Regions from separate parts of the Mus musculus genome. Here region 2 is linked to region 1. Evidence: chromatin contacts called from public HiChIP or PLAC-seq data. All regions are on one chromosome and are shown on one strand. Each heading gives the region's core, a stretch centred on a gene start, on an enhancer-like site or on the middle of the called end of the contact. The rest is flanking DNA. Distances are from core to core; before and after follow the strand shown. Region 1 has its middle 29 kb from the start of Gm22296. Region 2 holds the start of Sfta3-ps (surfactant associated 3, pseudogene).

What was found. HiChIP or PLAC-seq counts read pairs in DNA pulled down with a chosen protein or histone mark.
Region 2: an H3K4me3 HiChIP or PLAC-seq map of stem cell-derived neural progenitor cells shows a contact between it and region 1, with 12 read pairs. The contact joins the promoter of Sfta3-ps here to the enhancer-like site in region 1. A contact is called at or near these places in 4 of 39 promoter capture datasets (the C10 cell line, cranial neural crest, hippocampal neurons and 1 more), 1 of 484 Hi-C or Micro-C datasets (embryonic stem cells), 10 of 115 datasets of contacts at active chromatin or transcription factors (craniofacial prominence, embryonic forebrain, embryonic hindbrain and 6 more) and 2 of 9 other capture datasets (adipose tissue and liver).

What each region holds. Positions count from the first base shown.
Region 1 is chr12:55,938,327-55,941,064 of GRCm38.p6, forward strand. No RefSeq gene overlaps it. Among named protein-coding and RNA genes, the nearest start is that of Gm22296, 29 kb to the left of the region's middle. Within about 2 kb of position 1,410, at least 32 of the 459 cell types and tissues checked have an H3K27ac peak or open chromatin away from gene starts, as enhancers often do. A contact at or near this core is called in stem cell-derived neural progenitor cells, where this site is marked.
Region 2 is chr12:56,528,036-56,530,839 of GRCm38.p6, forward strand. Sfta3-ps (surfactant associated 3, pseudogene) reads right to left here and starts at 1,385. Exons shown (of 7, transcript NR_045082.1): 1 at 773-1,385.

The sequences.
Region 1 (2,738 bases), core at 160-2,659:
ATACAATACTTGTTAATAGCGGTGAGAACCTTTGGAACTAGTTTTTAATAGCATCCTCTGGACTACAGCTGTGGAACATATGCTCATGAAGTCTTACTGTGTCCTTTTTTTTTTTTTTTAAAGATTTATTTATTATTATATGTAAGGACACTGTAGCTGTCTTCAGACACACCAGAAGAGGGTGTCGGATCCCATTACAGATGGTTGTGAGCCACCATGTGGTTGCTGGGATTTGAACTCAGGACCTTTGGAAGAGTAATCAGTGTTCTTAACCTCTGGGCCATTTCTCCAGCCCCTCATGAAGTTTTTTTTTTTTTTTTAAATTAGAGCCTAGCTCTTTAAGAGTGCAATTATGAGTTTAGAAAGCATTTGAGTGGCTTATAAGATAATGCATAATTAGTAAATACTGATGGATGAATGAAAGCCTTGAATTGTAATGCTTTCTTGGTCTATTTTAAAAAAAATAACAACTCCTTTACCCTAGTGAATCTGGCTCTAGTAGGTGGAATGACTTGGGTCAGTTTTTACATTTTATCTATATTTTCAGTCAGCAGATCCTATTGTGCAAATCCAGATTTCCACTCCTGGCCCCACTCTAAGGGCTTACGGCCATTTTTCTAGGAAGCAATTCCCCAACTTCTCCTCCTATCTTAGTGCACCCTTTGGACTTCTGGAGGGCTGAGATGACTTATCTCAAAGGGAATGCTTGAAAATATGTTCCCTTTCCTATGGGTACAGCTAAGGCATTCTTTTCCTTATAGAGGACAGGAGGATACAGTTTAAGTGAAACAAGGAACACAGATTCAGAGCTCTTGACAATGTCCTACGTTTAATATCTATTCCGAGGAACAACCACTCATTGAGGATCTATTTGCTGTCAGAGTGTAATTGGATTTTATGTAGCAGTTCATTTTGGTTGGGGGTGGGGATAAGAAGGTGATTGCAAAGTAACAAACAGAATGTATTGATAGGACCTCTGGTTTGTTGGTTTGTTTTAAAATTTTTGTTTTATTTTCTTGCTTTTGGGTCCTTAGGGACACTGCCAACGACCCTTTATTTGCCACAGTGGTCTTAGAAAACAAGGTAGACACTTTGACTACTTTGGCTGTGAATGATCCACTGAAGCCAGGCACTACCATCCCGGCTTCATCAGCATTCACACAGAGGTCACATCCTTACAGATCTCTTTGAATTTGTGGAATGCATATGGTCTGCCACTTCTGTAGAGGAAATATTTTCATTTTAGAATTCAACTTTTATAACCTTTAGCAACGTGTAGTATCAATGGCTCTTTGTTGTTGTTGGTTTTTTTTTTTTTTTTTTTTTGAAAAAAGTGAAACTGTAAGCTATCCCCAAGGATATGCAGGGCGTTGCTATAGCAACAGAATCTGCCTCCCAGCACCACAAGAGAAGCCATGAATAAAAGATGGTGCTCTGCGGACAACAGAATAGAAGAGGTTGTTTCGATCCTCCTAATACCTGAAATTTGCTGTTATTTTGTTAAATGCAAAATAAAAATCTTGGGGGAAAGGCACAGTTCACTAAAAAGATGAATTTCTGTATTGTACTTCACATGTCGTAGGGAAAAACCACACGCTTTCTGAATAGAGTTAGCCTGTGGGAGCAAGTCCAGAGATGGGCCACAGTATTTGATTCATACATGTTTTCCTGTTTAATTTTATACTTCAAATAAGAGGACTAAAGACAAAAATATGTGCAACTGGAAAACAAAGGATGGGACTTTTATTTTTATCCAAGATAGACTTCTCGTTCCATATTTAGATAGAAGTACCTAGTATGTACGTAAAAGGTTGAACAAAACAAAGCATCCTGATTTCAGCTGGCTTTGTCTACCATGAATCTATTTATATCGTGAGTTCTGAGTTCTGAGTTCTTGGTTCTGAGTTCTCATCCTGCTGGCTTCATGGTTAAAAAAAAAAACCTTTTTAAAAAATGCTTATTTCTGGGGGTGGCACAGGGAATGGAATATGTAGTGTAAAAATAAATTAATTAAAAAGTAATAATAAAAATGCTTATTTCCTAAATATTCAGAGATAAATTAAATTATTATCTGAATTTCTGACTCTCAGAGTAAGTAGATTGTTACGGGCTGAACAGTGTTCGCTCAGAATTCGTACATCAAAGCTCTAACCTCCAGTGTTACTGTGCTTGGACATACGGTCCACATGAAGTTCTATGGTTAAACATCACGATCTGAAATGATCTGTGTCCTGAGAAGAAGAGTGTTTGTTTCTGTTAGTGTGTTAGCTGATAGTAGCTGCCCAGGTACCAGGGTTGAGGAACACATGTAAAGGTTAGAGACAGAATACCAGCATAGGTTAGGGCTTGTGTGAGCCCTCCATCAGATCATGAGCATCACAGACCCTGGAAAGAATTGTTCCTGAACCTGTGGGCACCCCTCACCCACACCGTCTGATGCAGACTGGACTTCTGTGTTTACTGGGGGGAGCTCCGTGCACGGAGGAGGTGGCCACTACCCACACACTAGAGAGTGGACCCTTGCTAGAGGCTGACCAAGCTGGTTCCTCTTCTCAGACTTCCCGAGGAAAAGTATTTGCGTTGTTTTTATGGCGGCCTGAGCTGACTAATACTGGAATAAAAATATTTAGTGTGACTATTCTCTTGACTTTCTTTTGGAGTCAAATATAGTCCTCTTTTCAGGTGGACAGGCACTCATGACCTTTCAAAGTCTTCCATGACTTGCTTTTGTCACCTAA
Region 2 (2,804 bases), core at 135-2,634, 590 kb after region 1:
CCTTGTGCTGTCTCGCTGACCTAGCTCTTCTTCCATTCCTTTAAGACATCATCATTAAAGAAAGTTCAGAAATGCAAATGTGTGGGGTGGAGGTGAGGGTTCATGCCGCCCTTGACTCAGCCCTTCAATAAAATACATACTTTACTTTCACCCATACCAATTCCTTGGGATGCTGAGAGGGTAACTGCAGAGAGGCCACACCTTCCAAAAGCCACCCACTTGAAGAGACACCAGAAAACTTTTTGTTGAGGCAGGATCCCAAACTGGGTGCCACTGAAGGTGAGCTGAAGCCCCAGAGACACAATGGTACAGTGAAGCACACACAACCAGTAAAGTAGCAAGGACCGATGAAGGTGGCTCCAGGCATCTGGGAACAAGCTGAGCAAGGAAAACACCACCTCCATCCCTTCCAATACCCTTAGGCCATGTCTTTTCGTTTGAAACAAGCTTCTAAATAGCGGAAGGATCATGTTATCTCAGATTCACATTTCCCAAAGGACTTCCCAACTAATAAAACCGTCTGCTCGCCCGGCTTCGCTCTAATAACTGGGGAGGGATGCGAAGGAGGAGAAACTATGCTAGCCGATTCGTCTTCAACTCCTTGCTTATAAAAACTGAACACCTGCCTGGTTGACTTTAGCTCATCAGGCAGTAGCCATTTAGCCTATATCAGCATGGTTCACACAGATTCTGTATCCCTCTCCCCCCACCCCCCATCTTAAATTGGCCGGCTTTTAAGATAAAGACATAATAGAGAAAGCATTGACCTTACCTGGTCCCTAATGAGTTGGAAGTCAGAAAACCTCTCTCTCCTTCCTCTTATCTGGGATCGCCTGAGAAGAGACTCAGGTCTTGAGACAGCTTCTCAGTCCTCATCGCTGCCCAGATTCCGGGCAGCCCGAAGAGTGTGCGGCCTCGAAAGTCTGCGAATCTTCCTGGGCTTTCAAAATCAAAACCAGATCCAAACATCGCCAATGGAGCTCCCAGTCCAGATCACTTAAAAATCTCTTGGAAGACTCTCAAGCAAGTCCATCCCTACGAAAGGCCAAGCACTAAGCAGTGGCACGGAGCGCTGTCTCCTCGAGGCCCTGATAGCCCCGCAGACGTGAACGCCGGTCTCGCTAACTGGACCCAGACACCGCTTACCTTGTTTTCGCGGGCTCCAAGCTATCTCCACCTGGCTAGGCCCTATCTCCAGTGTATTCCCACAAACTGTGACATTTCTTTCCTCGTCTGCCTCTTGGCCTTTAGGACCCCAGCTCTATCCTAGTGGATGGCCGCACCATCCCGGGATCCCTTTCTCTCCCACTCAGGGCGCCTCTGTCCTGTAGCTTTCGCCACTTCTCTAAGCCCAGCCAATCCACCGCCCTCCAGCTGAGAGAACTGCTTCCCCTTCTCTTCGGCCCCAGAGCTCGGGGTTCCCAGGCTGGGGCGGGGGTGGGGAGCCGCTTTGGGATGCTAAACATCAAACAAGCCAAGCCTGGGGTTTCAGGCCCCGAAGCCACTAGAGCGGCTCTCCAGGGCTCTCGAGAAAGTCCTCGTGTTTACACGGCAGGGTTGGGTGGGGTGGGGGAGAGGAGCAAAGAGGAGGATGCTGTCTGCAAAATCCCCCCACTGCCTGAGCCATCGCGGCCTGGGTTGGGTGGGATACTTGTCAGGGGGCAGTTTCTAGGACATTTGTTCTATCGGCTCACTGGGAAAGCTTGCCCATCTTCCACCAGCTCAGTGCCAGGGCATCTCCAGAATGTTTATTTCTTTTCCTGGGAGGTCAGAACCGACCTGAGCCTGAGTTTTTGAAAGCCTTAAATAAGAGAAGACCTCTTCTAGATGCCGATCAGTTTGCAGATTGTGTGCTGGTAGGTGTCTCCAAACTGTGGGGACTTAAACCTTGAATCCAGCTCACCTTAAACCCAGCTCCTAGTTTCCTAAAGAGACACGCCCCAGTCAACATCCTAAGATTGCTTCTGTAGCTGACACACGTTCCCTAGGTAGGAGCTGGGAGAATCAGAGTGAATGATGACAAGAGAGGACCAAAGCCCAGTTTGTTGGGTCTCATTGCCAGGGCCCTCTGAGTTCACCTATCTCAGGGACAAGTAAACAGACTTCAAGCTAAACCGGCTGGGGAAGAATGTATTTGCTAGGAACTCCAACTAACCCAAGGAAGATAAGACAGAGTGCTACATTACCCTCATATTGTTACTCTTTTACAATGCAGAGAGCAAGGGCAGCTTGTGTCTAGAGCAGGCTAGGCCCTGTCCCTGTCTGGGCTTGTGCTGGCCAGTGGAACTGGTAGGGCTAAACTCAACCCTCACTTAGGAGTTGAACAGCAGCTGCCAACACCTGCCTCTCCTGAGCAAGAACAGCCTGCACTCCTTGTACGAACAGAAATAATTATGCTTTCCTGGTTTCATTTTTTCCCCCCAAAATGTGAGGTCTGCTAAGAGGAACCCCACACATACCCTGTAGGCTCTCAGGAGAGTCAACCAACTGTCCTTTCAGAATATCAGAGTACCTTCAAGCTATGAGAAGCCATATCCCAAAAGGCAGGACTGGTTTTCTCAGGAAGAGAAACCAGCTCCCATTACTAAGGCACGACAAGGTAGAAATTCCCTGGTCATCAGTGAAAAGACTGTCAGATTTAAGTCCATGCGTTTAAAAAAACAAAACAAAAACAAAACAAAACCCAACAACAAAACCAAACCAAACCCAAGATTCTGGGGGATAGATACAGTGGAGAAAAACTGAAAACAGAATGTGATAGAAGATGATGGAAAGAGGAGAGATGGGAGGTTAGCAGGGAAAAG